Linked DNA regions of Sus scrofa: region 1 is linked to region 2. Evidence: chromatin contacts called from public promoter capture Hi-C data. All regions are on one chromosome and are shown on one strand. Each heading gives the region's core, a stretch centred on a gene start, on an enhancer-like site or on the middle of the called end of the contact. The rest is flanking DNA. Distances are from core to core; before and after follow the strand shown. Region 1 holds the start of MPV17L (mpv17-like protein). Region 2 holds the start of FOPNL (lisH domain-containing protein FOPNL).

What was found. Promoter capture Hi-C pulls out the DNA fragments that hold promoters and counts their contacts.
Region 1: a promoter capture Hi-C map of liver shows a contact between it and region 2, with 4 times the contacts expected there. The contact joins the promoter of MPV17L here to the promoter of FOPNL in region 2. A contact is called at or near these places in 1 of 5 promoter capture datasets (liver) and 1 of 47 Hi-C or Micro-C datasets (liver).

Annotation. Positions count from the first base shown.
Region 1 is chr3:7,439,590-7,444,900 of Sscrofa11.1, reverse strand. MPV17L (mpv17-like protein) reads left to right here and starts at 3,318. Exons shown (of 4, transcript XM_021086176.1): 1 at 3,318-3,723. The coding sequence starts at 3,414.
Region 2 is chr3:6,974,223-6,979,635 of Sscrofa11.1, reverse strand. It overlaps FOPNL (lisH domain-containing protein FOPNL), which reads right to left and starts at 2,441. Exons shown (of 5, transcript XM_003361820.3): 1 at 2,357-2,441. The coding sequence starts at 2,384.

The sequences.
Region 1 (5,311 bases), core at 2,069-4,568, 460 kb before region 2:
CTACCACTTTCCTGCTTTCCAGTCTCCAATTTTGCCCAGTTTTCCTCTCTAAAAAAATTTTTTTTGGTCTTTTTGTCTTTTTAGGGCCGCACCCTTGGCATATGGAAGTTCCCAGGCTAGAGGTAGAATTGGAGCGGTAGCCTACGGCCCAAGTCCACAGCCATAGCAACACGGGATCTGAGCCGTGTCTGCGACCTACTCCACAGCTCACAGCAACACCAGATCGTTAACCCACTGAGCGAGGCCAGGGACTAAACCCGCAACCTCATGGTTCCTAGTGGGATTAATTTCCGCTGCGCCAGGATGGGAATTTTTTTTTTTTCTCTAAAAACTTTTTTGTTAGGGGAATTGTGTAGGAATCATTAGGGTGATTTTCTTTTTTCCTAATAAAGACCACAATTTCCTCTAATTTAGACAGGAGTCAGATTTTTTAAAAAAGCATTGCAAATACAAGTCCTTGCCACAAGCCCGTAGTTTAGTGCTTGGCACTCAATTGTGTGCAATGAATGCTGATCGGTCACATGACTGAAGGAAAGATTGCCTGGGCAAACAAAGGTCTTAATCTAAATATATGGAGAAATAGGTAGTTTTCTTTCGGCTAATTCGGTCAATTACTGTTCGAGGAGATCAAAAGAATTAGAAGAAAGACATGGAATAATGGCCCTCCGAAGCTGTGTCTTAATCCCAGAAACTGTGAATACTTTTTTTTTGGTTTTCTGTTTTTGTTTTTTCCTTTTTATGGCTGCCCTGAAGCCTATGGAAGTTCCCAGGGCCAGGGATCAAATTAGAGCTGCAGCTGCCAGCCACAGCCACAGTCACACCAGAGCTTTAACTCACTGAGCAAGGCTAGGATCGAACCCACATTCTCACAAAATGAAGTCAGATCCTTAACCAGCTGAGCCACAAAGGGAACTCCTGAATATGTTATTTTAAATGGCAAAAGGACTTTGTAGATGACCCTTAAGATAAGGATTTTTTTTTTTTTTTTTGTCTTTTTGCCTTTTCTCGGGCCACTTCTGCCGCATATGGAGGTTCCCAGGCTAGGGGTCTAATCGGAGCTGTAGATGCCGGCCTACGCCAGAGCCACAGCAATAAGGTATTCCAGGGATCCGGGATCTAAGCCGTGTCTGCGACCTACACCACAGTTCACGGCAACGCTGGATCCTTAACCCACTGAGCAAGGCCAGAGATGGAACCCGCAACCTCATGGTTCCTAGTCAGATTCGTTAACCACTGAGCCACGACGGGAACTCCAAGATGAGGATCTCGAGACATGGAACCGAGCAGCGTTATCCAGGTGGGCTGAATGTAATCACAAGGGTTCTTCTAAGAGGAGAACAGGTGGATCAGAGTCAGGAAAGACCATGGGGAATGACAGAGAGAGATTGGAAGGTGCTGTGCTGTGGGCTTCGAAGACGAGGAAGGGGCCATCCAGTTATGCAGAGGCCTCTAGAAGCTGGAAAAGACAAGGAGATGGATTCACCTCGAGGGCTTCTGCAAGGAGGGCAGCCCATGGACACATTGTAGATTTCTGACCTCCCAACCTCTAAGACAACAGATTCTTGGTAACTTGTCACAGTAACAACAGGAAAATAATACCAGGGGAATCTAAGTCATAAAGAAAGAAAGGTGTAAGGGAGAAGCCTGTTCAGCTGGACCAGGCTGACAGAAAGATTTGCTTGGGACCAGTCCTGAGGACGAGAGGGAGGGAGGGAACTCAGCCTGTGGGCAGATAGAAAGGGTCAAAGAACACAGCAATTGGCAGAGTCCCAAGAAGTGAAGTATTAGAACTGGTGTATCAGTCTGTTAAGGCTGCCAGAACAAAATACCACAAGGTGGGTTAAAATTCTTATTTTCTCACAGTTCTCAGGGCTAGAAGTCCAAGGTCAAGGTGTCAGCCAGTTCTGTTTCCTCGGAGGCCTCTCTCCTTGGCTTGCAGATGGCTGCCTTCTCGCTGTGTCCTCACACGATCTTTCCTCTGCGCATGCGCTGCCCTCGTGTCTCTTCCTGTGTCCTCTTCCTAGGACACCAGTCAGATTGGCTTAGGGCCCATCTAAGGGCCTCCTTTTTAGTTTCATCACCTCTTTAAAGGCTGTCTCTGAATACAGTCGCTTTCTGAGGTACTGGGGTTAGGGTTTCAGCATATTTTTGGGGAGACACAATGCAGCCCATGATAGTACAGTTGACAAATTGAGGAATAATTTACTAAATAACTGATTAGTGCTCCCAATTGGAGACTGTGGTGATGAATGCAATACAGAGTGCCACTGAATGCCAGACTGGAAAAAGGACTTGGGTGCGACAACTGGCAATCATTTGAATAGTCTGGAAATTGGGTAACAGGATTAAATGAGGGCTTATTTCCTTGTTTTGATAATTGTACGATGTCAATATTTGGGGAAGCTTGGGATCCTATATGAAAACTCTGTACTATATTTGCAGCTTTTTAAAAAGTATGAAATTATTTCAAAATGAAAAGTTAAAAATGAAAAAACAATAAACAAAAATAAGTCAACAAATAGGAGAGGGAACGAGAATAGAATTGGATGTGACAATGAAGGAAGGAAAAATAGAGGGAGAGAAGCAAAGAGAACCTGACTTCCAGGAAGTCAGAGGTTACATCTGCTGTCTGGGTTTCCAAGGACCTGCTCCTCTGATACAGGAGCTGGGAGCTCAGCGTATGTTTTGGGAGGTATATTCATTGAGGCACCAAAGAAGAAGGCAGTAGGCTCATTGAACCCCATCTCATATTTCTGAAGGGTCTCAAATTTCAACTTCTAACACTGTCTCCAAAGACGTTACACAATCAATCAATGTACAGTGTGCGTCGAAAGTGTTCTTTATATGTAAACGTTTCAAATACACCGCCACCTTGATAACTGTTATGGTATCCTTCTTTTTTTCTTTTTAAAAAATTTTCCCTTTTTAAACCTTCTTTCGTTTGTTTTGAGATATAATTCGCATACCATAAAATTTACCACTTTGTATTCAGTGGTTGTATGTGCAACCATTACCACTATTTAATTATGAAATATTTCATCACTCGCTAAAGGAACCCTACACCCAGCCACTTCGCATCCCCCCATCGCCCAGTACCTTACTAGCCTACTCTCTGTCTCTACGGATTTGACTGTTCTTCTGGACATTTCGTGTAATGGGACAAGCATTTTTGCCGACCAGCCTCATTTCAAAAGCTCAGCCCCCAAGATCGCCAGTGGCCACGGGATTGGTCGGCGCGGGTTGGGTGTGCTCGGGGCGCCCAATCGCTCTTGAGCATCGGGGAGGAGTCAGGTGCAGGTGGCTGGGCGCGGTGCGCGGGAGGCGGGGGCTGAGGGCGCCGGCCGCCGAGCAGGAGGCGGAGGCCGTGGCCCAGAAGCCTCCGGCGGCGGCTGGCAGGCGCTGGGGGCGCGGGCATGGCGGGCTGGTGGCGGGTACTCCCGCGCGCCGCCGGGCGCTACCCTTGGCCCACGAACGTGCTGCTCTATACCGCGCTCTTCTCGGCTGGCGACGCGCTGCAGCAGCGGCTGCGGGGCTGCCGGGCGGACTGGCGGCAGACGCGGCACGTGGCCACGGTGGCCGTGGTCTTCCACGGAAACTTCAACTACGTGTGGCTGCGCCTGCTGGAGCGCGCGCTGCCGGGCCGCGCGCCGCGCGTCATCCTGGCCAAGGTGCTGTGCGACCAGGCGCTTGGCGGGCCGGTGGCCGTCTCTGCCTTTTACCTGGGTGAGGAGTCTGCATGGGGGCCTGGGAGCCGGAGCTGGGGGACGGGTTCGGGATCTGGTGAGCGGGCCGGGATCGGGGTTGGGAAACCGAAGTCAGGGGCTGTGGGGGCCAGTGACTAGGGCTGGAAACCCTGTTGGGGGGGGAGGGGGCAAGGGTTCGGGGAACCGGGAGGATGGGGCTGGAGGCTGGAGGTAGAGGTGCGAGGGCTAAGTCCGGGGACCTTGGATTAAGGGGTTGAGGAAAAAGAAATTGAGGAATGGTTGCTGAAGAGGCCAGGGAAGAGTGTCTTAGGGTGGGACGCTGTGCTTGCACTACAGACTGGGGCTGGAGGTTTCAGGAGGCTTGGGACCTCGGCTAGAACTCCCGGAGGCAGGACTGGGGCCCCGTTTCCCCCTGAAAAAGATCCATGAGAATGTCATGATACCCCATAGCAGCTGTGACCTCTGTGACTGCAAGGTATGGGGTGGGGGCTCTCCTGCTCCTGGGAAAATCCACACCTGGGGCTGGGAGCCTCCTTTCCACGGGGTGGGGGTGGGGGTGACACTCCTTTCCAACACAAATACGACATGGGAGTGGGATTCAAGACCAACGGGGCAAAGCTGGTGGAATCTGAGGTTGAGACTGGTTCCCCCCCCATTTGCAGTAGTCCTACTTTGGTAACAAAATTTACTTGATATGGGGTGTCCCATCCCCATATCAAAACCCACAGGAGTTCCCTGTGGCTCAGCAGGTTAAGGATCCAGCCTTACCACTGCGGTGGCTAGGGTTTGAGCCCTGGCCTGGGAACTTTGGCATGCCACGGGCGCTGCCAAAAACCAAAAAAACCCCACAGAAAATGTGAGGAGACCTTGGACCCCTGCCATGAGAGACTCAACCTGTGAGAGTCCCAGGAGCTCCCTTCTCAGAAAGGAAGGAGGAGGGATTGGGAACCTTCCTTTGGGCCCTACATTCTAAAAAAACAATAGAAAGGGCTCTGTGGCCTCTTTTTTATGGCATTTGCTATTGTGGGCAGGGAGGGGCACCCACCCCCTAAGAAAACTCAAGGGCCTGAGGCCTGGCCTTGAGAGTCATAGATTCCCCCAAGAAGGTCTTGTCGGTGGCTTTTAGTGCTTTCTTCTAAACTGGGTTGAAGTGGTTAAATCACCACTTTGAAGGAACTTATGCTGCCCCTTGGACCTTCTTCTAGGGGCCAGAGTCAGTCATACACTCTGCAGGAAACATGCCTGATGCAGTGTTAGCCATCCACGTGGCCAGGGGGGTCAGTGAGGTCAGGGGATAGAGGACCCGAGAGGCGAAGCCACCTAGTTTATAAGATCTGTGCCTGATCCCAGGGTGCGACTTCTAGGCTAGGTTCCTCACGCCTGTTACCCCAGTGGCCTTGTGCTTTGGTGAAGGGATGGGGTGGGTGAGGGAGTGCCAGGTGAGAGGCTGGGCATTTGGGAATCAGATTCCCATTTAATCCTCAAGCAATGTGGTGAAGCAGGTACTGTTATTCCCCTGTTAAAGAAGAGGAAATGGAGCTCAAAGGGAATGAAAGACTTGCCCGAAACCTACTGCACAATCCTTGGCATGGCCTTAATCTCCCTGG
Region 2 (5,413 bases), core at 1,192-3,691:
ACTCCAGAGAATCAACACAGTTCCCTCACGATGCCTGGAACAGAGTAAGAGCTCAATAAATGCTACCTGCTGGCATTACAATACTGTGCTATATACAATTGGTGTAAAAAATATTGCTTCATGCTGTATTGTGCCAAAGGTACACCACAACAATGACAATTCATGAGAGGGAGCCCATATAGGCACTGACATAAAATTTTTTCAAGTTTTGATAAACAACCACAAAAACTTGGGTCATATGATTAAAGAGATACAATCTAGACTAGCCTTTAACCTTTCTTGCTCTTTATATTTAGATCATCCCCTGGACCTTTTTTTTGCAGGAATGTTGAGTAGATTTATACCAATCAGACTTTGTAACAGGCCTATAAAAGGAAGGAACAGCTTTATTATGTTGGGATCATAACCGAACCCTTGTCCTCTAATTCCATCTTTGGAAATCCGATGGAGAAACATTTCCCCCGGTCTCTGCTCCTACCAGTTACTCTGTATTTACACACAGCACAGCCTCAAACTCATGAGAGAAATAAGAATTAATGAAGCTGGAGTTAGGAAACCTAACAGATCTCATCACGACCTCAGTGGTGGATCACCAACTCCTGTCTCGGTTGCCTTCTCCACAATAATGGGCTCTACCTCTGAGAGGAGGAACCAAGGAAAGTGGAAAAATGTGAGGTGAAAGTGCTTTAAAAAGGTACAAATGAAAATGCAAACATTTTCACTGGGTTTCTCTTGAACGCTAAACACATTCATTGCTGTACAACAGAAACTGGCACAACACTGTAAATCGACTATAATTTTTTAAAAAAAGTAAAAATAAATAAAGCTTAAAAAACAAAAAACCCACCAGAAGTTCCCATTGTGGCTCAGGGGAAACAAATCTGACTAGCATCCATTAGGACATAGGTTCAGTCCCCGGCCTCGCTCAGTGGGTTAAGGATCTAGCCTTGTGGTGAGCTGTGGTGTAGGTCAGATATGGCTCAGATCCTGCATTGCTGTGGCTGTGGTGTAGGCCAGTGGCTACAGCTCCGATTCAACCCCTAGCCTGGGAACCTCCATATGCCGCAGGTTTGGCCCTAAAAAGATTAAAAAACGAAAATAAAACCCACCAAAAAACACATTCAGAACCTTGGAATGCAGAAAAAAAACCCATAAAGGGCTCCTTACATCCATGCAGGACATCCCTGGTCCCCAGAGAGGTTTGGGGTTCCAAATTACCCTGACCTTCTCTGTTATCACGTTTATTATGACACATGTACCATAACAAGGTCTTTAGGAAGAGGTTCTTAACCTGGCTTAAATCCTTGGAAGCTGCATGCACTATTAGAGGTGATCTTTGTTTCCTGGGGGAGGGTTCACCAATTCCTGGGAAGTCTATCCTTGTGGATAGGGGTACTTCTTTTTATTGATGGTTCACCAGCTCAGGGCTGCAAATATACATTACTCTCAATAGTTCCTGAATCATATTCTCAAATCATACCCTCCACGCCAAATCTCTAACAATTACTCATTGAGAGTCTAGATTCCCTGAAGACTGGAATTGGTTTGACTAGCCAGGCAGCAACAGCATTCAGGAATTAAGGCCTGCAGACCTGGGGCAGCATCTCTAGATTCTCACTCTCTGCTGCTTTCTAGCTAAATTACTCTGGAGGAGCTGTTTCACTTCTCAGCACCTCCATCTCCTAATCTCTGAAATGGGCATAGGGTTGTTACACGGAATCAATTCACTAAAGTTGGGCAGTGCCTGACCCAGAAAGCTCCATCATAATAACTATAATTATTACTACCTGTCTGGATATCGATGTCAAAATTAACAGTGCACCAACGTTCGGAGCTTAAGCATACCAACAGTTGTGGAACTTTTCCCAGAAAGACTGGACAATGGCCAGCCCAGGCATCATTCTACTTCCAGTTTTTCCCAATGGAAACTCGGGACCTACCTCGCAGGGGGTTGTAAGGATTCAGGGAGATAACCACGAAAATGGTTTAGGATTGTGTTTAGGTTTGTAATCATCAACCGAGAGGGAAAGGTCAGGCCCAAGGCCTCGCCCCTGAAAGGATCCAGAAGGATGCGCCAGAGCCCCCAGATGCAGGACTGCAAGCCTCTCAGGTACCTGTGGATCCTGGCTCTCCTCCAGCTCAAAGCCGCTTCAAAAACTGCCCCTGTGCCACCACATCCCTCCAGGGCCCTCGCCCAGCGGGCCACCACATCCGCCGGACGCAACGCAGGCCCCGATGCTACAGAACGACCCCCGGAAGGGCTGACTCTAGTGTTCCGCCCCCTCTTTTCGTCCCATCCTTTTCACAGGCTGAAGGCCGACGCGTCTCACTCGGAAAGCCTCCTATTTGCACTCACCAGCCTTCAGCTCGGCGACAGTCGCCATTTTTCAACGGCCGCCAGGGGCGCGCCTCGGCCGTGCGCGTGCGCAGCTCCGCCCGGCTCCGCGGCATGGTCTGCAGCCAATAGGCGCGCTGCTCTGGCCGCTCCCAGTCCCGCCCCTCTCCGTTTATGCCCTCCGTGGTTGGGTGGGTGGTGACGGTCCAGAGAGACCCCACCAATCAAGGAGGAGGGAGGGGAAGCCGGAACAGAGGCACCTGAGCCGCCCGAAGTGCTTGTCGTTGCTAGTTAACCTGTATTAAGCCTGGGGTTCTCAAATTTAGCTTGCGTCAGAATCACCTGGAAGAGTTCTTAAAACAGATTGCCGTGCCCACCCCTGGAGTTTCTGGCTCAGTAAATCTGGGTTGAGGTTCTGAGAATTGCATTTCTAACAGGTTCCTAGATGCTGCTGATGCTGCTGGTCTTGGGGATCATACCTTGAGAACCACTGTATTAAGAACTAGCTATGAGTCTGACACCGTGCTGAGTGCTTTACACGCTTTAGCTCTTTCGTTTCTCTATTATCACAACATTTTACAAAGGAGGAAAGTCTTTTGAGTTCTGGAAAACTGAAGGGGCTTAACCAAGATCATCAGCAAAGGGTGGATGTGAGATTTGAATCCAGGTTTTTTCAAAGCATGTTCCCTCCACTGGCTCTTAATACTGGGCAGTGCACATAGGGAGTCCAAGAGCTATTTGTGGAGATTATTGATGAATGAATAAGCTCTAGGCGTTCCCACTGGGTCACAGCGGGTTAATGATCAAGCTGTCTCTGTGGAGGCCCCTGTGGGCAGTAGGTTAAGGATCCTGAATTGCTGCAGCTGTGGCGTAGGTTGCTGCTCCTGCTTTGGCCGGACAAATGCTGCAGGGCAGCCAAAAAAGAAGAAAGGAAAAAAAAAAAAAAAAGGAAAAAAAGGAATTCCCGTCGTGACTCAGTGGTTAACAAGTTCAACTAGGAACCATGAGGTTGCGGGTTTGGTCCCTGGCCTTGCTCAGTGGGTTAAGGATCTGGCGTTGCCCTGAGCTGTGCTATAGGTTGCAGACGCAGCTGGGATCCTGCGTTGCTATGGCTCTGGCTTAGGCTGGCGGCTACAGCTCCGACTTGACCCCTAGCCTGGGAACCTCCACATGCCGCAGGAGTGGCTCTAGAAATGGCAAAAAAAAAAAAAAAAGCTCTAGTACGCCAAGGAAATGAAAAAGGAACACGGAAATAATGTACTCCAAACTGCGTGTGAGGTTCTATGATTCCAGTCGTACTGCCAGGAAGGCCAACATTTGTGACCTAGAACAGTGCCCTTTAAACTACTAGTCTTAACCCAATAGTACATTTTGAAATCCATTTATTAGTATATCCCAATGAACATATTTTCAATGAAATGGAATGCAATGAAGTATTGTTTTGAAATGTTTGTTTCTGGTATATACGTGTGTTCTAGTTCCCGGTGTATTTCTTAAAGACAATGGTAGTAAAAAAAAAAAAAAAAAAAAAAAAGAGCTTGACAGGAATTCCCCTTGCCGGTTAAGAACCTGACATAGTGTCTGTGAGGATTCGGGTTCGATCCTTGGGCTTGCTTGGTGGATTAAGGATCTGGCATCGCTGCAAGCTGTGGAGCAGGTCACAGATGCAGCTCAGATCCAGCATCGTTGTGGCTGCCGTGTAGGCCAGCAGCTGCAGCTCTGATTCAACCCCTAGCCTGGGAACGTCCATATGCTGCAGATGCAGCCATTAAAAAAAGGAATCCATTCCTGTACCTAACTAGATTCATTTTCATCTTGTGGGACACGGATCTGTTGTGTGACCTTAGGAAGATCCTATCCTGTCATACCTTCCTATTCTGTGAAACCCATGGTGCCTGAAATCCTGGCCAACATCTAAAGTTATAAAGATTAACTAAATTCCATAAGTAGAATGTTTGAGTTCTTCCAAGAAAAGCATTCCTGAATATCCTGATGAGGAACTCAGAGAGAAAGGCAAATAATAATGATTTATAGTGGGAATCATACAATAACCAAGAGCCACTATGTGGCGGACGTTGCTCTAAAAGCTTTACTTTAAGCCCTCACCAACAACCCTGTACATAGATAGTCTCAGAGAAAACATCTAAAGTAAAATTTCATTTTATTTATTTATTTTTGTCTTTTTAGGGCTGCACACACAGCATATAGAGGTTCCCAGGCTAGGGGTCTAATTGGAGCTACAGCTGCTGGCCTACACCACAGCCACAGCAACGCCAGAACTGAGCTGGGTCCTTAACCCACTGATCGAAGCCAGCAATCAAACCCTCAACCTCATGGTTCCTAGTCGGATTCGTTTCTGCTGTGCCACACCGGGAACTCCTAAAATTTCATTTTAAAATGTAATGATGGGAGTTCCCGTCGTGGCTCAGTGGTTAACGAATCCAACTAGGAACCATGAGGTTGCAGGTTCGATCCCTGGCCTTGCTCAGTGGGTTAAGGATCCGCCGCTGCCGTGAGCTGGGGTGTAGGTTGCAGATGCGGCTTGGATCCTGCATTGCTGTGGCTGTGGTGTAGGCCAGTGGCTACAGCTCCGATTCAACCCCTAGCCTGGGAACCTCCATATGCCATGGGAGCAGCCCTAGAAATGGCAAAAAGACAAAACAAACAAACAAACAAACAAAAAATTTAATTAAAAAATAAAATAATAAAATAAAATGTAATGATGGAGTTCCCGTTGAGGAGGAGTGGTAAGGATCCAGTGTTGCTGCAACTATGGTTCAGATTCAATCCCTGGCCTGGGAATTTCCACATGCTGCAAGTGTGGCATAAATAAATAATGACATTGGGTAAGACACTGCATTGGTGAGGCTGTAGGGAAACAGGTATTACGATACCTAGCTGATAGGCAAGTCAACTGGCCTCACCTTCTCAGAAGGCAGTTTGGCAATATCTAATCACCCTTGGACCCATCAATTCTAGTACTAAGAATATATCTTATAGTTACACTTACACCTAATCGCAAAGGCTATGTGTATAAAAATATCCACTGTAGCACTGTTTGCAGTAAACAAAAATCTA